6 separate regions of the Mus musculus genome follow, and all the other regions are linked to region 2. A link is a contact called in public HiCAR-type and promoter capture Hi-C data. All regions are on one chromosome and are shown on one strand. Each heading gives the region's core, a stretch centred on a gene start, on an enhancer-like site or on the middle of the called end of the contact. The rest is flanking DNA. Distances are from core to core; before and after follow the strand shown.

Evidence for each region. Promoter capture Hi-C pulls out the DNA fragments that hold promoters and counts their contacts. HiCAR-type assays count read pairs that join an accessible place to other places.
Region 1: a contact with region 2 is called in a HiCAR-type map of astrocytes, with 7 times the contacts expected there. The contact joins the promoter of Smtn here to the promoter of Nf2 in region 2. A contact is called at or near these places in 1 of 115 datasets of contacts at active chromatin or transcription factors (astrocytes) and 2 of 9 other capture datasets (adipose tissue and liver).
Region 3: a promoter capture Hi-C map of pre-B cells shows a contact between it and region 2, with 5 times the contacts expected there. The contact joins the promoter of Nudcd3 here to the promoter of Nf2 in region 2.
Region 4: a promoter capture Hi-C map of pre-B cells shows a contact between it and region 2, with 2.9 times the contacts expected there. The contact joins the promoter of Ykt6 here to the promoter of Nf2 in region 2. A contact is called at or near these places in 3 of 39 promoter capture datasets (liver and pre-B cells).
Region 5: a promoter capture Hi-C map of pre-B cells shows a contact between it and region 2, with 2.3 times the contacts expected there. The contact joins the promoter of Pold2 here to the promoter of Nf2 in region 2. A contact is called at or near these places in 2 of 39 promoter capture datasets (liver and pre-B cells) and 1 of 484 Hi-C or Micro-C datasets (CD4 T cells).
Region 6: a contact with region 2 is called in a promoter capture Hi-C map of pre-B cells, with 6 times the contacts expected there. The contact joins the promoter of Ddx56 here to the promoter of Nf2 in region 2. A contact is called at or near these places in 3 of 39 promoter capture datasets (erythroid cells, liver and pre-B cells), 1 of 484 Hi-C or Micro-C datasets (B cells) and 1 of 9 other capture datasets (liver).

Annotation. Positions count from the first base shown.
Region 1 is chr11:3,537,660-3,541,183 of GRCm38.p6, forward strand. It overlaps Smtn (smoothelin), which reads right to left and starts at 1,633. Exons shown (of 20, transcript NM_001284427.1): 1 at 1,453-1,633. It overlaps Gm11946 (a long non-coding RNA gene), which reads left to right. Exons shown (of 6, transcript XR_001780145.2): 3 at 1-2,056; 4 at 2,781-2,982; 5 at 3,112-3,524.
Region 2 is chr11:4,847,951-4,851,648 of GRCm38.p6, forward strand. It overlaps Nf2 (neurofibromin 2), which reads right to left and starts at 1,594. Exons shown (of 17, transcript NM_001252250.1): 1 at 922-1,594. The coding sequence starts at 1,035.
Region 3 is chr11:6,198,154-6,201,916 of GRCm38.p6, forward strand. It overlaps Nudcd3 (NudC domain containing 3), which reads right to left and starts at 2,298. Exons shown (of 6, transcript NM_173748.5): 1 at 1,790-2,298. The coding sequence starts at 1,981.
Region 4 is chr11:5,953,473-5,957,315 of GRCm38.p6, forward strand. Ykt6 (YKT6 v-SNARE homolog (S. cerevisiae)) reads left to right here and starts at 2,286. Exons shown (of 7, transcript NM_019661.4): 1 at 2,286-2,532. The coding sequence starts at 2,429.
Region 5 is chr11:5,876,072-5,879,860 of GRCm38.p6, forward strand. It overlaps Pold2 (polymerase (DNA directed), delta 2, regulatory subunit), which reads right to left and starts at 2,185. Exons shown (of 11, transcript NM_008894.2): 1 at 2,121-2,185; 2 at 642-918. The coding sequence starts at 861.
Region 6 is chr11:6,265,666-6,269,674 of GRCm38.p6, forward strand. Ddx56 (DEAD box helicase 56) reads right to left here and starts at 2,064. Exons shown (of 14, transcript NM_026538.3): 1 at 1,995-2,064; 2 at 1,753-1,914; 3 at 1,146-1,306; 4 at 847-1,017; 5 at 651-741; 6 at 1-91. The coding sequence starts at 2,054.

The DNA of each region.
Region 1 (3,524 bases), core at 383-2,882, 1.3 Mb before region 2:
TTCAGCCTTACCAGCTTGGCTGCCAGTCTGCCCTGTGGTCTAAGTTGACATCCTGACTAAGCCCCACACAAGAAGGGCCTGTACCTAGATGGAGAAGAGGACTCAGCAAGGCCCACCAAGCCATGCTTACCACCAGGGGGTACACGCCAGTCTCTAGTTACCTGCCATACCCACTCACCTCTAGGGGCCACCGAGCCTGCCCCTCCACCCACCTCCACAAGCTGGGCGTCTGGCTGTGGGCTGAGCCCATATCCAATTCTTACTAAGACTGTCATTCCCACAGGTATGGGAGCTACCTGTGTCTGGCAGTTCTTGGAGCCAGCCTTCAGTTTTGACTCCTTTCCTCCCTGATGTCAGCAGACCTGACCTTGGGGAGCCAGGTGTCCCTCTCTCCCTGTCCATTCACACACTCAGAATTCACTCACAGTTCACTTTCCAACTGGAAGGGCCTTGGGAAGCTGACCCACCCAACCTCTGGACTTCAGGCAAACTGAGAGGATGGGAGATGGTCAAAGATTCATCACAGGGGGTCAGAAAAACTCAGACTCAAAGGGCAGAAAGAACCTAACACAAATCTTGGTGACTTCTGCCTTCTGAAGTCCCCTTCCAAGATGCTGCCCAAGACTCCAGGCTGTTTGTTTCTTGTTCAACCACTGACCGTCAAAATGGATTCCTAAATCTGGTGCCAGTCTCTAGCCCAAATCACTCCTTCCTGGAGTCCCCAGTGTCTCTGGAATTTGTGGTTCCATGGTCTAGCACACCTGGATGTTTTGCTAATGTGGTGACTGAAATGGCCTCTGGACCCCCCACCTCCATTGATTCATCCCGAAATCATCCACTCCCTCTCTACAACAGTCACTTGGTGTGAGTCACCCCATCCGGTGAATGGGTCTGGGGGAGTCCCAGTGCGCACTAGTTGGAGTTGGAAGGCACTGCTAGAGTCTTTACCTCCTAGTCTAGATACTCTGTCTGGGGTAACTACCCCTCCCCAGTGCCCAATCTTAAGTATTGTGGACATGCTATGCTTCTTCATGTTGGGTAAGGGTGTTGTTAGTTCCAAACCTAGGTGATACTCGGGACTGTCTGCTCAGAAATTCCTGCCACTGCTTGCCACCATTCTCATGGCTTCATGCTACAGAGTTTTCAGTCCTGGGGATTGTTAAGGCCCTGCGAGAGATGGGTCAGGATCTGGGAAAGATTCCTCGAGGTATCAGCTCCCTATAGATTAGTGTCTCTGGGGATCGAGAAGCCTCTTCCAAGTCCATAGAGTCTCTTCAAGACTCTTTCCCCAGGGTCTCAGAACTTCAACCATGTGTCTTTGGAGTTCTCGTGATTTGGCTAGGGTTCCCGGACCTGGGAGTTTCAGAATCCCTGTCCAGACATCCAGGTTTCACACCCCCTTCCCCGGACTCATCCGGACTCCTAGAGTAGACCCGAGATCCTCATACCCACCTCTCAGTCCGGCCCGCCGTTCCGGCGCAGTTTCGTGTTAGTTTGGTCGGGACCCGGTAGATGCAGTAGAGACCGGCAGACCGACGGGAGGAGCCGCAGCCCAGGAGCCCAGGCCGGTTCAGCAACGTACCCTGGACTCTGCTGCAGACGCCTGTCCCGCGGCGCCAGCCAGATGGCTGGCTCCGCCCTGCCAAGCTGTCCCAGCCAATTCTCTGTTGAGACACGCCCCTGCTCTGGTCCCATTGGGAAAATTCAATTTTTTAGGACCCGCCCCCAAAAGACTCCAGCCCCTCACTGTACAGGCATGTTGGGTATTGTAGTTTTGGGGACTGCTGTTGCGAGGTCCTAGACATCCTCGGGTGGGCTTCACCAGGATACAGGCTCTAAGCCAAAGTCCGGAATGTGCCACAAACCGGGCAAATAAGTATCTTGGGATCCTGTAAGCCCTGAGCGGTCCTGACAGCCCCTCCCTGCCCTCCTTTTTGTTCTTGAGACCACATCCTTTCTCCGGACTCCACCCACTAGGCGCCTTAGTACACAGACTGCCCAGTCAACTCAACGCTCAAAGGGCGCTTTCGGGACACCTGGTCTGTGCCACCTCAGGGTAAGGAGACTGGGTGACCAGCAGCATTTTGACAATTATTGAGTCGCCCAGGACATCTGAGATGGAGCAGGATCAATCATATCGTACCTTCCTTGCTCATATATGTAGCATGCTCTCCCAAATTCTTTAAAGTCTGCCTCTGAGACCCCCGAAGTTCTAAATAGGGAGTATGAACCTCGCAACTCAACAAATGGGGGAAACTGAAGATCCCAAGGAGACAATACAAAGAGTCAACCAGGAGACCCAAGAGCTCAGACCCTGGAGGGAAAGCTTCCCTGTCATCCTGGAGGCTGTGGAGCCGCCCTACTGGTCTTGCCTAAGAAAAAAGTAGGGTGGAGCCTGGGCAGATAAAGTCTGGAGTCCAGCTTGATAAATAAAAACTGTAAATCAAATAAAAACCATAAAAGCACCAACGTATTTCTTGTGTGTGTGTGTGTGTGTGTTGTGTGTTGTGTATCAGATTATAATATCCATAACAACTTAATGAGATTTGACTGTTCCCTTATACAGATGAGACAAAAGCCTATGGGTAATGGAGTCGAGGTTCATCCCACCTAGCAGGGATTCTAATCTCTGCTAACACTATAATGTGGAACTGAGGTAGGGCTGAGCTGGCTCCTGTAGTCTCTCAGAGAGCTCCAACTCAGATTTCTCCAAGACCAACCTTTACACACCCAAAGAGAGGACCTGTGTCCATTTAAAGTCTTTTTGTTTCCTCCCACAGCCCCAAGAGGTGGTCCTCTCACCTTATATATTGGAAAATAAGACCTAGAGAAGGAAGCCCCTTGCGGGGGAGGCAGAAGAAATGCGCCAAACCGACGAAGACGCCGGCTGTGGAGGTTTCCTAGTCTTCCCTACCTGAGTGGGAAGCCGATTGCTCCAGTGAACCGCCTGCTCGCGCTGGCTGAGATCAATGAATGGCCGAGGTGGGTGCCTGTTTCCGGGATTGTCTATTTAGCGCTGTGCGCCCTCACCCTACCGCTTGTCAGGCCCTGGCCCGTCTCCAGACTGACCTACCTTGCCTTTTTTTTTTTTTTTTTTTTCCTTCTTGCCAGGGATGGTGCCATGTAAAAAGGTATCTGGTAGTGGTGGTGATGGTGATCTAGGCATCAAAGGGCGACCCCGTGCAAGTGGTGAGAACTTTATAATGTAGGCAGGGAAGAGAAAACGTCCCGTGAATGTACAGCAGGCACTGAAAGTCAGATTGCCAAGATAACAACTGTGCAAGACAGTCGGATTCTACAAGAAGGAAGTTGAAACCCAAGGTGGTAATGGCACTATTATCGCAGAATTTTGCCTAGAACCAGAGCACCTTTCCTCCCCTTGTTATTTCTAAGATGGAAGAAATCCTGGAGGGCTCCTCGGAGGTGGATGCTAAACATCATTGAAGATGAGTACAAAGAAAGTCATCAGATGGAAAGACATTTTTCAGAAGAGTAAAATCTGAGAGGCTTGTGGGTAAGAAAAG
Region 2 (3,698 bases), core at 344-2,843:
TGAGAAGTCCCAACCTTAAAGATCCTTTCTGGGAACCAGGCTGAATTCTAAAACTACTATAGCATGGCAACAGCATCCAGCTCATTAACACACAAAAAGAAAACGAATACTTTGGCGATTCCAAGGATTTTAAAAGCAATAGGCTAGGGAAGCAAACCAAGTATATTCCAGTGGCACAGGACCTATCTGACTGGCTTTTTTGTTGTTGCTTTGCTTTTTTGTTTGTTTGTTTTTTGAGAGTCAAATGTGTAAATGTCTGACACTTAGCAAGTGTTCAGGGTTGTGGATACAACCCAGTGATGGGGTGCATGCCTAGCATACACAAGGCCCTGAAAACACAAACACACACACACACACACACACACACACTCACTCACATACACACTCTTCAACAAAATGATAGCTATTATCATCATGTTAGAAACTATAAAGAGTAAATGTAAGACACTCTTTCCTCAAAGAGTTTTTTCCAGAAACTGAAAATTTTGGAACAGGGAAAAGTACGAGCTTCCAATATAACTAGATGTAACTTTTAAGACCTAGGGTACACAGTTAATACCTAGCGAAAAACTCCCTGGAGTTTTAGGCGCGAGTTCTACACACTGCACACCGGTTCGTTTCTACGGAAGATTCCAGTGTTTCCCAATAACAAATGAATGAAAATAACCTTCGGGAAATGCCAAAACCAAGAACCCCACTTTAACAAACAAGCAAACAAACAACTAGCTTTAACTTGTGATCTGGCCCTAGAAAGCCTCTTCCGGTTCCAGATAATGATATATACGGAATCCCTTAAGCTTGCACTTCGACTGTCACCACAGCGAGGGCACCCCATGGGTAGGGACCCGCGTCGCTGCCACCAGACAGGCAGAGATTCCGCGGCTCTCCACTCACAGCCCGTCGGGGTCGGCGGCCGGTTACCTCGCAGTTGAACTCCATCTCGGCGTCCATGGTGACGATCCGCACCGTGAATGTCTTGGGCTGCTTCCTCTTGAGTGAGCTGAAGCTCATGCGAGAAGCGATGGCTCCGGCCATGGCGCGAGGTACCGGCCTTGGATCCCCTCACCCCTAGGCCCGCGTTCTGGGTCTCTTAGCCCCCCTGGAGTAGCTGCACAGGCCTCAGGGCCACCATGGTGGCCGGCTGGCCGGCCCGAGACAGACCTAGGCTGCCTGGGTCCCCAGCGGCCAGCATGGGCCGCGAGGACCCGGCTGTGGGTGCGGAAAGATGAGTTAAGGGACAGTCTCTGACGACGGGGGGGTCGGGGGGAGATGCCGGCAAAAGCACGCGCAGCCCCGAGCTTGGAGCTTCGGGCTGGGGACGCCAGGGACGCCTTTGGACAGAAATCCTAGACGGCTGCGGCGCCGACGCCGGGCCTCTCAGCGACCCCCGAGGGTCGCGGGGCCGCGCAGTAGTTGGGAGCGCACACGCGCGTGCGTGTCTGTCACCAGCTCCGCTCCGCGCGCCCTCGGGAAGCGTCCTCTACCAACCCCCACCTCAGCGACCTGCCGGATCCCCGCCCCGCCCCGCCCTCCGGACTCCCACTACGCTACTCAGCGACTCACCCTAACACTTTTTTCTCTAAGATACTGTGATTGGCAGGAACGCCAAAGGAAGCGGGACTTCCGCTTCGTCCCGCCTCCTGGAGGCCTACTCCACCAATTGAAAGTTGCACTGAACGAGGGCCGCCGGTCTGTTCTCGGCGTTGAGTGGCTGTAGATGCGGTCACTCCGAGCGCTTTTGTTCCTAAAGTATACTCCTACTCTAGCAAGACTGGTTGAGAAGGAGCGGGCGGCGCCTTTCCCGGGAAACCTGTAGAGGCCGGGACTGCACCGCACGAGGTACTGTTGCAGTCAGTGAGAGATCCCATTTATAGCGTCTTACCAGAGCTTCAGTCGTATCTGGGACATCCGGCCGAAATTCCTTTTTGACACTTAATTATATATGCTGACTCAATATTTTTCAAACTTTAAAAACACGAAGTGAGGCCGCTTAAGTTGCCCCGACTTGCCTGCCAGATCCTTCAACTTCTTTTTAAGAGAATTAGAATAACCACAGAATTCATGATAGTCCTTACCTTACTAGGTGGTTGAGGAATTGAAACTTGCTTAATACATATAGAAAGCTAATTTTATTTATTTTTTTTTTTTTTTTTTTTTTTTTGAGTTTTTCGAGACAGGGTTTCTCTCTGTATCCTTGGCTGTCCTGGAACTCACTCTGTAGACCAGGCTGGCCTCGAACTCAGAAATTCGCCTGCTGCTGCCTCCCAAGTGCTGAGGATTAAAGGTGTGCGCCACTATTGCCCGGCAAGAATTTTCATTTTACCCTCTGTTCCTTTGTTTGGTTTTTTTGTTTTGTTTTGTTTTAATTTCCAAGCTACATACTTGGAGTACTTGTAGCTTAACGTCATCAAATGTATAATATGCTTAGGAAAATTTCAACTTTCTGGGGATTTGTAGAGTTTTTACTTGTTTTAAAGATACATTCCCCAGGCACTGCTGCTGTGAAGAGACACCATGACCACAGCAACTCGTATCAAAGAAAACATTTAATTGGGGACTTTTTCTTCTTTACAGTTTCAGATGTTTAGTCCATTATCAGCATGGTAGGGAGCATGGTGGCATGCATGGTACTGGAGCAGTAGCTGAGAGATGGCTATATCCTGATCTGCAGGCTTGGAAAGCAAGACAACCATTTGGCATGGGCTTTTGAAACCTCAAAAACCACCCCTAATGATAGACTTCCTTCCACAAGACCACACCTCCTAAGCCTTCTAATTCTTTCAAATAGGGCCACTCCTTGGTGACCAAGCATTCAAATATAAGCTTATGGGACCGTTCTTAGTCAAAGCACCACAGTTTTGTTTTTTTTTTTTTATCTTATGTATATAAATGTTTTACAGCACATATGTGCATTGCATGTATACCTGGCACACATGTCAAAAGAGGGTTCCAAAGCCCCTGAAACTGTAATTCAGTCCTTAGCTACTGCATGGGTGTTGGAAACTGAACCTGGGTCCTCTGCGAAAGCAACATTTACTCTTAGGCACTAAACCACCTTTCCAACCTTTGTATGTCTATTTGTTTGTTTTTGAGACAGGGTCTTCCTGTGTTATTTGGGGTATCCTAGAACCCCTGAGCATGTCCTCTTCCTCAGCCTCTCTTAAAACCATAGCCCTGGAGCCAGGCATGGTGGCACATGCCTTTAATCCCAGCACTCTGGAGGCAGAGGCAGGAGGATTTCTGAGTTCAAGGCCAGCCTGGACTGCAAAGTGAGTTCCAGGACAGCCAGGGCTATACAGAGAAACCCTGTCTCGAAAAACCAAAACCAACCAAACAAACAAACCATAGCCCTGGAAGAGCATGGTGCTACACACCTTTAATCCCAAATTGAGGCAGGTGGATCTCTGTGAGTTTGAGGTCTATAGAGTTACAGGACAGCCAGTGCTACACAGAAAAAAAAAAAAACAAAAAACAAAAAAACTGTCTCAGGGGGGCTGGTGAGATGGCTCAGCAGGTAAGAGCACCCGACTGCTCTTCCAAAGGTCCTGACTTCAAATCCCAGCAACCACATGGTGGCTCACAACCATCCATAATGAGATCTGACTCCCTCTTCTGGTGTGTCTGAAAACAGCTACAGTGTACTTACATATAATAAATAAATCTTAAAAAAAAAAAAAAAAAAAAAAAACTGTCTCAGG
Region 3 (3,763 bases), core at 1,048-3,547, 1.4 Mb after region 2:
GAGGTAGCTGTTTTATAAAGTTGTACGATAAGTGCATCTATCTTGCCTTTATCAGTTCATCAGACAAACAAGAACCAACCTCTCAAATTGTGTTAAAGCTAAAATAAGATGTTATACAGAAGAAATTCAAATGCCAGCCAGCCACTGGGATACTCTTTCCTCCTTTCATAACCAAAACAAAAGTTCTCACCATACTATGGAGTGGCTAAATGACAAAAAGGGCAAAAAGATTTGGAATTAGAAAACTGAAGTCCTGAGTTGCAGGAAACAGAGTGAAGTTCTTGTTGTCATCTAACCTTGTTGAACTACTACGTCAGATTCAGAGAGCATGGCGATCAGGTGGCAAGACTTCATTATAAAGAAACACAAGGTGCCACCTCTCACCCTCTCCAATTACTCAACCAGCAGCACTTGGGCCACTGATAAGGATGAGCTACCCCAGGGACTCATCGGTTTCCATTCTGAAACTGAAACTCAGTAGCAAACCTTCCCACTGATCACCTCATGGTCATTATGTTAAGAGTTACTAGAACATTCTAAGCTTTGGCTTCTTCCACTGAGAGGAACTGAAGAAAGTAACCCCTGACAAGCCCACAGAACAGATTAAGATGGAAGGTAAGCCAGGTGGTGGCAATTCGAGTCTTTAATCCTAGGCAGATATCTGAGGTTGATGCCAGAGTGAGTTCCAGGACTTCAGAGCTACACAGGAAAGCCCTGTCTGGGGCTGATGCAGGGGTCAACAAACAGCAAAGGTGACATGAAGCACTTTATAGGTTTGTGAATCAGACTCTACACGCCCCTCAAAACCTACTTCAACGTCTCCTACAAAACTGTCTCAATTTCCTAACTACCACTTCTATCACTTCCTTCCAAAGAGCTCTACCACACAGAGAACTAGCAGAGCTCTCTATTAGTGTCTGTGCTTTACTCTCTGTACAGTGTCAAAAGTAGACAGACCATTATTTAAATATCCATACCATCAGAGTCTATACCGCAGCTGAGAGTGTTAAATATATTCATTAAATGTTTGCTTATTACTAACTCAACAATGTCAACAATCCCAGCGCGGGAGCGTCGGGAAGGAGGACCATAAGTTCGAAGCCATCCTGATCTACCTGGCAAGTTCCAAGTCAACCAGGGCTACACAGCAAGATCTTGTCTCGAAAGAAAACAGTTTTTAAAAAGGTGTCCAAACAACTTGAGTCAGTCATTAGTAACGCTTCAAAAACAATAAATATAACCTAGGACATATAAATTTTAATCCAAATGTAAATTTCGTAAACATTACAATTGTCCACCAACTTAGTAAGTCACTGGCAAGAGGCCACACCCACCAATCAATACATACCAGTCATTCCTGCCACCTCCGAGCCCGGGAATTCTGAAATCTACTAGTTTCTCCCGCTGTGAAAGTCCTCCTCCTACAGCCTGCACGGTTTGAACCCTGCCTAACAAGCCCCTTGCACCGTTCTGGGGATGCCCACAGGGCGCTGGGAGGCCCTCAAACCCAGGCTGACAGGTCCAACACCTAAGCATCTCCCGCACAAACCCAGCCTGTACCCAAAGAAGCGCATTCCTGCCAACGGATCCGTGGGTCAGATAACGCCTGGCCATTTACTCAAATCACCTGGTGGCACCCCAGAGAGAATCACAAACCCTGAAGGGTGGGCTACGGAGTGGCGCAGTTCCCAGACGTAGGACGCGAGCCGGGGCACCTCTGGCGCTGGGAGGTGGAACTGGGGTAAGGACCTGCTGGACCCCAACGGCCCGCCGCCTCTCTCCACCTCACCTGCAGCACCAGGGCCTGTGCGGCCCCGGGCGGGAAGCCCATGCGGTCCGAAGGGTGGCGCAGCAGGCGGTAGAAGTCGGTCTTGCGGTAGAGAAAGCCGAAGAGCACGCGCAGAAAGTCCTGGACATTGCCCACGTGCTGCAGGATGCCCAACAGGGCCTGGTCATAAAGCTCAGCAGCCCCGGGCTCCATGGCTCTGCTGCCCGAGGGACGCGAACACAGTGGGCACCGCCTCACACCGGCTGATTGGCCACTTCCGGCGTGCGCGCCTAACGGCTCCCCCCGGACAGCGAAGACGCGGAACTTCCGGTCCGCGCTTGTTACTACCGGCGGTAACCGATCGTCGTTCTTGCGGCTCTGCTGGATCTCCTCCGCCGCGACACTTGCCTAAAGGAGATTGGTATGCGCTCAGTACGGTTCCTACATGCAAGAATAACCATGGTCACGATGCGGAGAGCGCTTGCCAACCATGTTTGAAGAGGGCGGAAGCATTGTGGTGACGGCCACTTGACGTAGTCCCTGGAGGTGTCACGTGGTCTGGGAGCCTTTCTTCTTTCTGGATTGAATTCCTGCGTAGGTGTCTGGTGCGCCTTCTTATAATACCACATTTTGTTTGTTAGCGGAGGGAACGGAAAAGGAATATTGTAGAATTGTATGGAATTCCTATTAACAGAGCTATGAGTGAAACTCAGAAGGTTGCACCAGATTTCAAGGTGACTTGAAAGGACAAGAAAAGTGTGAAAAGCTCAGTGAAGGAAAAAAAGAAGTATGATACTGTAAATATGTGTGTGTGCATCCGTATGTATAGCATGTGTGTATACACGTGCCGTTACTAATACGTGCATATAGACATTTTAAGAAAACGTTTATGTAAGGTTGACACACAATCAATCTGTGGTTTATACCTGTAATCCCCGCATCCAAATCATGGCCAACCTGGGCTATAGAGTCAAACCCAGTCTCAGAAGAGGGTTGGGGGGAGACGAAAGACAGACAGATTAGGAACATATGCTAGGTCACAAACCGAAGACAAATGGCTGAGATGCCTAATAAAATATCAAAGCAGACTCTGGCCACCAGTCTCCCTCAGTACCTTCTGGTACAGGATCCTTCTGGCTGGCATACTAATCCTGACCTCTACCCTAAACTTCTCCAGTCCAGAGTCTGAGCTGGCCTTTTCCTCCCCAAGCTTCTCTGATTCCTATGTAACCCAGCCATTTTGGTTATGAGGTCCTTTTTACCCTTTGGCCTCTTGGTCTCCTGGCCTCTTGACTCCAGGTCTCTTCTACCCTCTCCCCTAACCCTTCTCACATGGCCCAGCTCATTCTACAGCCACTTCCACCCTGAATTCTCCCAGATGCCTCTGCTTCTGGCTGTCTGCTCCCTCCTGTCTACAATAAACCTCCTCCACCATACCTAGAAGCCATCATGTCCTCCTTTTTGTTTTTTTTTCATTCAATGTAGCTAAATTGGTAAAGTGTGTGACTAATGTGTCCTGAGTGTTGTATAAACTGTGTAGTAACCCACATGTGTGACTAATGTGTCCTGAATGTTGTATAAACTGTGTAGTAACCCATACCTGTAAACCTAGCACTGGGAAGGTGGCGACAGAACCAGAAATGTTTATTCATCCACATAGCCAGTTCAAGACCAACTTGGGCTCTGCAAGGAGATCCTGACCGGAAAAAAAACAACAACAACAACAAAAAAGATTTTAATGAATTTCATCTCTACTAGACTAACTAACATCTACAAATTAACTTTTTTAAAAGACATTGTCTTACTCTGCAGCCTTGGCTGCCCTGGAACTCGCTGTATAGACCAAACTGTCCTCAAATTCACAGAAATATGCCTGTTTCTGCCTGCCAAGTGCAGAAGTAAAGATATATGCCACCACACAGAGCAAAATACTGATTTTACTTTTGTTTTCTTGTAGTTCTAGGAGACAAACTCAGGGTCTTGAACATGTTAGGA
Region 4 (3,843 bases), core at 1,036-3,535, 1.1 Mb after region 2:
TGAGTATTCAGGGGGCTGACGTGTATGTTATTGTGTGCATGTGTGCACGTGGGACTTGGATCTCTCCTTCCACCATTGGGGCCAGAGGATCGAACTTAGGTCATCAGGCACGGCAGCAGATGCCTTTACCCACTGAGCCATCTCTCCTGCTCTGCAAAAGGGCTTTTCTTTGACATCTCAGGACTCGGGGAGGCTGGACATAAGAGCTCCACCATCCCACACCAGTGATGCTATGCTTGTCTTGTCAATGAATTATTTTTGCAAGCTTTTCTCTCCCCATACTTTCAGGTTTCTTGAACAAGGACAGAAATTTCTGGACGCTCTCCATCTGCATCACTTAATCTTTTTTCTTTTTTTCTTTTTTTCCCCGCATTTGCTCTGTCTTTGGCATCGTGATGAATAACCTTGCTTTTGAACTTGACCGCATCTGGAATCAACTGCTGGGCAGTCCTGTGAGCGCTTTGCTTGAGCAGATTAAAGGCAGCGGGAAGACCCACCTTAACTCTGGGCAGCAAGCACCTCCTGGTGGTAATTCATATGGAAGGATGTGGAAGAAGGAAACTTGGCTTGTCGCTTGCTTGCTTTTGCCTTCCCTGGCTAGGTCACCTACCCTGCCACCGCAGTATTTCTACACCTAAACCAATTTAGGGATTCAAATGTAGGCTGAAGACCAATCTCTCTAGGAATCAACCAGACTTTCAGCACAAGATTAAGTTTGCTAAGACATCCAGTCTTGTGGTTTGCTTAAATACCAGACTCTATGCTTCTCCAGTGTGAGACAGCCACTGTTGGACTACTTACACACACAGCATCCTGAAGCCAATCTAATAAGTCCTCTCTTAATATATATGTCCTATCAATTCTGTTCCTTTAGAGAACTTTAATACATGTATAATATGTTCATATACAAGCATGTATAGAAACATATATATGTGTTCATAGATATATATAGATGTAGATATACTTACATGTAGGTATGTATGCATATGACCTCTTCGGAGTAAGTTGTATACATAGTGTTCATCTATTTATGTTACTGTGTGTTAGTGTGCATGCATGCATGCACCAGAGACTTCTCTTATAAGGTCAGGGCAGTCAGTGACTGAAAGCTGGAAATAAAGATATAGTGCTCTTATCTAATCTGTAGACCTTGCTCAGATTTTAGCCTCCCTTTAAAGCTCTGCTTCTAACAGCCTCAAGGGCACCTTCGGCCTCTCATGAGGCTTGCTTCCTCTTTCTTTCTTTCTTTCTTTCTTTCTTTCTTTCTTTCTTTCTTTCTTTCTGTCATTTAACGTAATGGTGCAAATAACCATCGTCGTCATTGTTAAACATCTGCAATGAGCAGGACTTGGAATTTGATAGTTTATCACTTTTACCAACATGTCTACAAAAAAGGTATTTTTTGAGTCCAACAGATTGGGGGGGGGGGGTAACTTTTGCGGTGCGGAAGTACTGGGACCGAATTCAGGCTGGATAACAGCTGGGGAAACGCAGGGGAAAACAATGTCATTTGAAATTGATTAACAAGCTTGGCTTGGGGAGTTCGCATATCTCTAGATGAGACTTCCTGGGACCAAGGGAGGCTGGGTAAAGTCAGAGAAAAGCAGGAAGAGGTGCCAAGAGTGGCTGTAAGGGAGTTTGATAAGCATTTTGCTGTTCACATTGGAAGCCCAAGGTCTGCTTCTTGCTATCAATTTTCTTAATCCACATCTCTTTCTGCAAGGTCACTATCCTGGTAATTTTGTACAACTTTGGATAAAGAGGCTTTCTTCAGAAATGGTTCTCCGTCTGCCGCCTGTGGAGCCATGGTGTCAGTGCAGGTGAATATAGCTGACACCTCTGGCCGCCTGGCTTGTCGAACAAGTGTGTCCAAGCTGAGTGGCCATAGCCAGTGACGTTTCTGATTTTTATTATTGCAAGAGAAAGGATGAAGGGCCTTTCTTTTAGTCGTCTGTACTTGGGACACCCAGGGAAGAGGTTGGGTAGCCTGGTGCTGTTACACATAGAATGCAACAAAAGTATAGAGTGGGGACAGCTACGGGTTGTTTTTCTAGCAGAATGGGGAAAAAAGAGCGATGGTACGGCACAGCACTCCCCACCGGCAGCCAGGGTCCGCGCGACAGCCCGGAAGGGAACCTGCGCCAAGGCACTGCCACGCAGGCGGAGACCGAGCCTCCTGGCGCCGACCCGGGCGGACGCGGGCGCGCCCCGCCGCTTAGCTACCCGTCCGCGCACGCGCGTACCCTGCCTTCGGGCCTCCGAGGAGCGGCTGGAGCAACTCGCCACCGGAACCGGAAGTGGGCCTTACTCTAGGAGGAAGAAGCCGGCCGGGCCCCGTCAGGAGGCGGCCGCCGCTGTTCTGAGGGACTGTGGCCGCGCTCCTGGGAGCGGGTCTGGGGCTCAGCCGGCGGCCCGAAGGTGCGGCGCCATGAAGCTGTACAGCCTTAGTGTCCTTTACAAAGGCGATCCGAAAGCGGTGCTGCTCAAGGCCGCGTACGACGTGTCTTCCTTTAGTTTCTTCCAGAGGTCCAGGTAAGTGGGCCGGGCCCGGGTGGCTGGACCCGGAGTCCAGGGAGTCGAGTCTCTCGAAGGGCGAGCACGGCTTTGGCCTCCCTCGGGCGGCAGGCTGTACCTGAGGAGTCGTTAGCAACCCTGGGAAAGGGCTCTGCCCTACGCGGTATTGCCCAGTTGTAGAAAGATTGGAAGGCCATTGATTACAGACGCGCTGCCAACTGTTCTGATCTGGGATCTCCGGACTCAGAAATAAGTATGTTGACTACGCCTCGCACCCTGTGATTTAACCAGTGTTTGGTGTCTTAACCTTTGTATTTCGTCGTTGCCAGTGGTTCTCACCTTCCTTGCGCTGCGACCCTTTAGTACCGTTTCTCATGTTGAGGGAACCCTCCCACCCCCAACCATAAAATTATTTTCGTGGCTACTTCATAACTGTAATTTTGCTACTGTTATGCATATGTATTTTTGGAGATTGAGGTTTGCCAAAGGGGTTGCAGCCCACAGTTTGTGAAAGTCGCTGGTCAAAGCTCTTTCCAGAAGTTCTGTATGGAGGTGTTTCTTTTATGAGTAAAATCGTTGATTCCTCAAGGATTGGGAGTCAGGGGTCAAACTCATTCTTTTTAGTGTTTGGGCCTTGATTATCAGGAAGGGTCCACACTGGTAGCTAGGCAGGAACCACTGGATTTGTATTGCTTGTAGGCATGTAAAGGATTGTGGGGTGCTTTAATTGTAAGCTGCACAGATACCCAGTCTTGTGGGAGTGACTCAGACACAAAAGGAAAAGGGCCCAACAGGGTAGGACCTGTGGTCATCTTGACTCAACGTCTGGGGAAATCTGCTTGTTCAGGTTGTGTCTCAGCTTTTGATGGTTCTAATGACTTCATATAAGTGGGATATATAGTAGTTGGCTTTTTGTGTCCCACTGATTTTACTAAGCAGAATGACCCCAAGGTTGACCTATGTTTCTGCAGATACCAAATTTTTCTCCCCTTTAAAATATATACAGTATTGAGTTTTATGTAAACACTATGTTTTGTTTATGTATCCATCCGCTGATGGACATGAGTTGCTGTGGATTATAGTTATGTGAATAGTGTTTGCCAAGGGGTTGGAAGGTAGCTTGAGTGGAGAAATAGTTCATTCAGGAGACTGCTTGCTGCATGAGGGGCCTGGGTTTGATCCCAAATACATCAAAAGGAAAAACAAACAAACCAACCAACCAACCTCTGGGTGTCCTGACACATGCTTGTACTTTCAAAGCTAGGGAAACAGAGACAAGGTGATGGGGCTCAGGGCCTGATGACTGACCCGCTGGGGATCATGGCGCCT
Region 5 (3,789 bases), core at 935-3,434, 1.0 Mb after region 2:
CCAGCATGAAAGATGTAGAAAGCCACGCTGGGCAGGAAGAAGGAAAGCAAGTTCCAGAGAGTTCCAGGGACTCATCAGCACAGACCAATCCTGGGACAAACTGCTGAGGAGGCAGGGCGAAGTGGAGGCTGGGCCAGAACCGCAGTCCTGCCCTGGAAGAGCCAGGAGCATGCCTCAGAGCTCCACCGTGAGCTCCATCCACAGAAGAAAAGGGCTAACACCACACAGAAGCATTGGATGCCAACATAAACTGCAGATTCCACACTCCCACCTGCTGTGGCTCTGCTATGGCCTGGGTGTGTCCATCCCTCAAAGACCAAGGTGCCAAGCCTGCTGCTATGAGGAGCTCTCTAGCTAAAGGGTGCACACCAGTGACCAATTCACACTGAAGACAATAAGGATAGGAAGACCATTTCCTCCATGGATGGAACAGTAGCCATCACTGCCAGAACCTAGCCCTTACCTCTGACCAGACTCTGGGCCAAACCCAACTTTAACCACACAGGTTAATTTAATCCTCACTTTTAAGAAGAAGCAGGGAGCTGAAGGGGCCATTCCATGGTAGCTGGAAAGTATTCCAGGTTAGATAAGGTCCTAGTTCTAGCTGCTGGGCTGCTGGGAGCAGCGTACCCCAAACTTACCCCAGTGTTGCTGCGCCCGGCTCACCAGGAACGGTCTCATCTGGATGAGGCGGGTGGCATAAATATGGGCGTACTGCCGGTTAAAGCTGCGCTCTCCCAGTCGGAAGGGCTGTGAGGAGTTGGTGTAAGTTGCCACAGGTACCCGGGCAAAGGTGGCATTGCTGGCAGAGGGCGGGGCGAGCAGAGTGTGGGCCCTCTGTGCTGCCTGCTCGGAGAACATGGCGGCACTCCTGGCTTGTTTGGTCCAAGCAGCTGTGTCCAGGCCGAGGAGTTATCACTGCAGAGACACACAAAGGCATTCCTGCAATCCCTTCTTGTACCCAAAGCTCCCCTAGTGTCCCAACCACGCTGTCCACAATGTGCACACATGTGTCCGGAGGTGTCATCCTATAACCTAGTCAGATACAACCTGGAGCTCGTTCCAAACCTTGTTCATCACCTCCTCCTCTCCACATTTCTACCCAATCACCAGGGTCTCAAATTCTGCATACCCTCAAATGGAATTATTGATCTGCTTCTGCCCAGCTCCCTGGGACCTCTGCTACCTCTAGGGATGCTATCAGGCATCACTGAAGAAGCCTGTCATAATATAATTAGTGATAAAAAATAAAGCATAAAGCTGCCCCTGTTTTGCTCAAAACCCCCCAAAGGTTGCTTTTCAGTAAATAAAACCCCAAGTTCTTACCACGACCTGTAAGATCAGCTCTGGGCCTCTAAGAACAGCTCCCCCCTCCTATCTGTTTCTCCTTCCAAGTGTCCCTTCCACAGCAGGGGCTCCAAGTAGAGGCCTCTCTACTCCTGCTGGGTCCTCTCCTTTTCCCCAAGGCTTACTGGCTCTTCCCTTTCAAGTCTTTCCTTAAAACTCACCTTCCCATATCTAATTGACTGCATTGCTACTTCAACTGTCTGCATCATTATCATCTCTCAAGCATTTACTTTGCCTCCTCCAACTGTTGCCTAAGCTCCGGCAGCGCAGAGGTTTGTTTTCTTGTATTGCACCCCTTCCCACTAAGATGTGCTTGGGGATGGATGCACAGCGGACTTTAGTATAAAGTATCTCAACATATTCTTCATGCGTAGTTGAGACGACAACAGGCTGGATGTAGTAACGGAAGTTTTGAACACAGCTTTCTTTTTCATTTTACTTTTTTTTTTTTTTTTTTGGTACAGCTATTACAAAGTTCAAATTCCCCTAGCTGGTTCGGCTTTCTTTAATGCGCAGCTCTGGCTTAGGGAGCGGACCCTATGAATTTGCCAAATGGGCACATGTAAACTGGATGTAAGCCAAAAACGCACGGTGGTGGCAGCGGCCCACACGGTGCTCCAGGCCGGACCCGACGGGAGACCTGCCCCGAAGCAGACACGCCCAGCTCGGGCCCATGTTACAGTTCGAAGCACCCTCAAGACCCCGGCCCGCTGTCCAGGTACCGCCAAGTCTGACCCAGGACCCACGTTAACCCCGCTCAGCAGCACACTCACCGCGCCACGCCGCATCCCGCCAATCTCTGCGCGCCCGTCCCGCCCATCGGCGCATCCAGCCAATCGCCTCCCGCCCCATCCCGCCCATCGCTGCACGCTTCATCCAGCCAATCCCCGTGCGCCCCGCCTCTGGACCGAGGAAACGCGGAGTCACGCCTCCGGTTCCCGGGACAACCCATCACTTAGCACTGGGTTTCCTGTGCGCATGCGGTGTTTGCGGCTGGGCCTCATCGGGTGAACTCCTTGGGTAGCGTGGGCCGTAGTGAGGCTGGGCGCCTGGCTCATGCTGCTCTCCCCGAGCGCTGGGGGTCTGGTGGCTCCTGTGTGGCTGAAGCTTCCCTCCCACTCTATCCTGCGCTGTGATTCTCACCCTGACTTCTCAGATTCCCTTGGAAGCATGAACAATTTCTCCCATCTCACAGGCAGGGAAACAGGCAAAATGACCCAGCTAGTGAGAAAAGCTAGAATTCACACTAAGACACCCTGACTGCAAGTGCATCAGACTTCAGTGGTAACATTGCTCCTTTTTAAAATTGCCTAATTACTCAGTCTGAAACTTATTACTTAAGGTAGGTTTCTTCTGGCTTACTAAGTTTTTTTGTTTTATTTTGAATTTATTTTGTTTTGTTTTGTGTGTGGGTGTGTTTTGCCTGCACGCATGTGAGGTCAGTCTCCTCGGAGGCGAGAAGAGAGCGTCCGTGTCACCTGGAACTGGAATTACAAATGGTTGTGAGCCATTCTGAAAGAGCTCTCAACCGAGCTTTCTCCAGCCCCTTGTTTCTGTTTTTGTTTGTTTTTGCTTTTTGAGACAAGGTTTCCCTCGTTCCTGTTTTAATAATGAATTAAATCATTTTTTTCCCCCCGAGACAGGGTTTCTCTGTATAGCCCTGGCTGTCCTGGAACTCACTTTGTAGACCAGACTGGCCTCGGACTCAGAAATCCACCTGCCTCTGCCTCTGCCTCCCAAGTGCTGGGATTAAAGGCGTGCACCCCCACCCCCGGCTAAATCATTTGTTTTTAATGTTTCAGTTTGTTGAGTATTTTTTCCTTTGTAAGCTGGGCTGAGTGCGGATTTTTGCCTACTGTCTCAAGTAGCCTGTTGCATATTTGATTATGTTGCAACGTTCTTGTGTTCCAGGAACAAACCCCATTTGATGGATTTGAAACCACTTTGTAGAATTAAAATCCAAAGTTACAATGACACAGAGCTCGTTGTTGTGCAGCCCCTTGACTGGAGCTCTCCATTTACTCTTTGGTTGCTGTTCCCTTTGGTCTGCAGGACTCTCCTTAGGATTCCTTACAGTAAATGTCTAAGGAAATGGACTCATCAAATTTTATCCCAGAATATCTTTATTTCTACTTTTTCCTTGAGACGGGTCTAATATATTCCATGGTGTAGCAACAGGGCCTTAAACTCCTGATCTTTCTGTCTACACCTCTGGAGTGCTGGGGTTACAGGCACGTGCCACTACCCTGAGTTTTATGCAGTGCTGGAGAGTGAGCCCCGGGGCTTCATGCAGGCTAAGCAAACACTCTGCCTTCTGAACTACATCCCTGCCTGGCCCTACGTCCACTTTGTGTTTTGAGCCAGGTATCTTGCTATGTGTTCCAGCTAATCTCCGAGGGCTGATGTCTGCCTCCAGAGTGCTAGGATTACAGGTGTTCTAGT
Region 6 (4,009 bases), core at 814-3,313, 1.4 Mb after region 2:
AGAACTTGTCCTCTTCTGTCTCACAGACCACCTGAAATTGCTGGAGCTGGTCTGGCCCCGGCAGCTGGGACTCCTGTAACTTGAGGGTAACCTAGGAAGAGGACAGACCTGTGATCAGGAAAGAGAAGTGGTTCTGTGGACACTGCCTCACTAACCAAAGCAACTACATTAGTGCAGGATAGAACATGTCTTTAAGGGTTTTTGGTGTGTGAGCCACTGCCCCATCCCCCACCCCACCTCAGGGCTGTAACCTAAGAACTCAAAAGTACCCTAACTATTGTGGTATTAGAAACAAACTATACATACAGCATCAGTGTACAGCACAAAGACAAACATTGGGAGTAGACAGGATACAGAATAGAAGCCTGCACAATGGCTGGAAGTAGAAGACTGAAATGTACACAAGGGGAACTCTGGTCTTAGAATTTGGCTCCCTTTGGAAACGTGACCCCAAGTGACTTCCAAGCAAAGCACAGTTTGGACTAGGGAAAGCTATAAATATATAATGACTTCAAGTGACTTCCTTTCAGTGATTAAGAATTAGGAAAGACATACCTAACAAAAATAGTCCCCCCGCAAGCGCCAGAAGTTTCCTGAGAAGGATCAACAAGTTCAGAGACTTGGGTCTCAGTCCCAGATGCTCCACTTACCGGGTTATGCAGTACCAGCTCCTTCAGAGTTTGTACATCCTCATTGAAAGTGGCCGACATGAGAAAAGCCTGGTAAATCCGAGGCAAGTGACTGAAAGAAAGAACAGGGCTTGATCAGGCTCCAGCCCACCCATTCCACTCCAGTCCCAAGTCCAGACCCTTGCAGGTCTAGGAGCCACTTCTGTTTCTTCCTTACCAGAGAAGACTCTTGAGTTCATCCTCAAAGCCAAAGGAAAAAAGAAGGTCAGCTTCATCTACCACCAGCAGCTCTAGGGAGTCCCGGAGTTTCAAGGTGTTCTGCTGCAAGTGGCTTAACACTCGGGATGGGGTTCCCACCACCACATCTGGCTTCTCCATCAACACAGCTCTGCAGGTGGCAAGGATTTAGCAGCCAGACCCTCGCCCTGGCAGACCTGCCCAGGCTAGCCACTCACACCACCAAGGGCACACACTTGCAAAGCGTTCTCCCTTTGGAGGCCTGCAGGTTTCACCCACCTCTGAGAAGCTGAGTCTTCTGCAGCTGAGACGTTAGCCACTCGCACATCCCGAGCACAGTAGGCAGCCAGTTGCTGGATCATGGCCTGGGCCTGCCGTGCCAGCTCCTTGGTAGGAACAAGAACAAGGCCTCTCACAGCCTGCTCCATTACAGGACCTGTCTGTAAGAACACCAATTCAAGACCGTTCAAAGTACTGGGTCCGCCCAAACAGTCAGAACCATGTACTGCAACACAACCACCTAGCTGTGTCCTGATAAACTCTTAATTCTGCCCACCTCACAGCACAGGGGGCAGAGCTTTCCCAGGCACTCAAATTTAGAACTTGCTGAAATCACTTAACGTACTACGGAGCTGATGAGTCCCCCTCTAGATAAAAGGTTACTCAAAATTACAACAGGATGGCGGTCGTGGCACCAAGGCCCGGGTTGAGAGCCAAGTAACCTGAACTCCAGCTCAGAGATTAAGCTGCAAATTGACCAAGTTCTCTATGGGCCGCCTAACACTGACACAGGACCTATAGGAGGAACCTTGGCACAGTCGGGCACTTCATTCCCTATTCTTTTGGAGCGTCCTGCCTCATACTCACTGCTCCTCTCGCTACCCACCGCCTTCTTGTGGAGAAGCGACTGAAGCATCGGAATAGCATAAGCTGCGGTCTTCCCGGAGCCTGTGCGGGCGCGGGCCAGGAGGTCCTTCCCCTCCAGCGCCAGAGGAATGGCCTTTTCCTGGATCAACGTAGGTCGCGACCAGCCCAAATCGGTGACAGCCTAAGAAGGAAGAGGACGCAGCTCAAGCGGCGTGGAGTACAGCGGCACACCGGGTAGCAGCTCCACAGCCTACCCCATACCTGCAGGAGCCGGGGATCCAGGCCCATGTGTTCAAAACCCAGCGCTTCTTGGTCCTCCATGGCGTGACTCCACGCTGTCAGTGCGCACGCGTAGGGCGGGACAAACCAACAACTAATCAGCTCTGGAAGGTACGTCACTTCCTGGAAGTACTTTCTCCTGGGTGTCCGACGTTGCTACCAATTTGTGCTGGCTCTGCGCAGGAGCGTTCCGCAATGCTGTCCCTTGAACGCCCTCCGAATTGTGGATGCCTCTTCTCTGGCGCCTCAGCCTTCCCTGACCCACAGAGTGACGTGGGCAGGGCTTTGCTAGGTTATGGTTGGGATCGACCGCGTTTTGGCTAAAGGGAGGCAGCCGCCACTTAGGCACATGCGCAAAGGAATTAGGGTTCTGTGGGTAACCAGAGGCAAATCTCACTGGGCAGAAATCGCGGCACAAGTTGCTAACCTAAGATAAATGTTAAATCAGGCCTTCAGCTACTATGAAGATTTTCACAAATACTGCCAACACGCGGTGCAATCCTTAACAGCTCTTAGAAGAAGAGCCAAGTTGACTCGAACCCTTCCTGGGACCATCTTTCCCAGAAAACGAAAATCAGACTTTGTTACACATGTTAATAAGGCCCATTCTTTGAGAATTCCTTACCAGGGAATGTCCTTAGGACTTTTTCTTCTGTTTTTGTTTTTTTTTTGTTTTTTTTTTTTTGTTTGTTTGTTTGTTTTTTTCAAGACAGGGTTTCTCTGTGTGGCCCTGGCTGTCCTGGAACTCACTCTGTAGACCAGGCTGGCTTCAAACTCAGAAATCCGCCTGCCTCTGCCTCCCAAATGCTGAGATTAAAGGCATGTGCCATCACTGCCTGGGGAAGATTGATTGATTGGTTTTTTTGAGACATGGCCTCATTATGTAGTGGCTGGCCTGGAACTTGGTAGGTAGACCAGACTGGTTTGACTCAGCCTCCCTAGTGCTGGAATTAAAGGCATGCACTACCACCCTTCCTTGGGACCTCTTAAAACACCTAAAGCCAAAAAAGTGTCAGTTGACCTTAGGCCCATTTCTTCTGGGCGCTGTAACTATTGTTAGGGCAATAACAGAAAAGAGATTGGTGGGGACTAAAAACATTTACCAACAGGGTCTTATAGTGACCACCTATTAAGAAAGGGAAAGCCCTCCTGATAACAGGAGGGGCTGAGCTGAAGGAAAAGACCAATAAAAGGGGTCATTAAGTGGGCAACAGGATCAATGTAGAGCACTTCCCTAGCGTGCATGATGCCTTAGAGTCTCAATCAGCAGCAAAGGAGAGGAAAAGGGGGAGACTTAAGGTGGGGCTAGAAGCCTAACTGCAAAACGCTGGACTCTGGCACCTGTGACTGCAGTGAGCTCAAACTGATGATCTAGATCAGTGCTTCTCAACCTTCCCAATGCTGCTACCCTTTAATACAGTTCCTCACGTTGAAGTGACCCCCATCCAGAACATCATTTTTACTATTTCACAACTGTAATTTTGCTACTCTTATGAATCATGATGTAAATGTGTCTTTTCTGCTGGTCTTAGGTGGACCCTGTGAATGGGTTATTTGACCCCTAAAGGGGTCATGGCCTACAAGTTGAGAATGACTGATCTAGACTAACTCCCTACTTTAAAGTTATCTGGTCAGCAATCTTGGCCATGCTGAATGGCATTCACAAGTTTCAGGAGTTAGGATGGAAATACCTTTGAGGCAGTCATTTTCCTACCTACCATATCCCTCACATACACGACTGAATCTGGCCATAACTGAATGCTGCCAGAAATCTGTTTGTTTCCAAGGTGGGGATAGGGGGTGTGGTGGAAAGGAATCAACAGGAAAGAAACTTGCTTGTTCAGAGCTTGGTGCTCCAATGTGTTTATTGTGGACAAACCCATCGATGCCTGGCCTGGCCTTTTCTAGCCTCTCGCTCTCTCAGGTCCAGTCTACTTTGCTGGCTACAATTCTTGAGACATCAGAGCAGAAAAGTTGCCTCATGTTGCCGGGCAGTC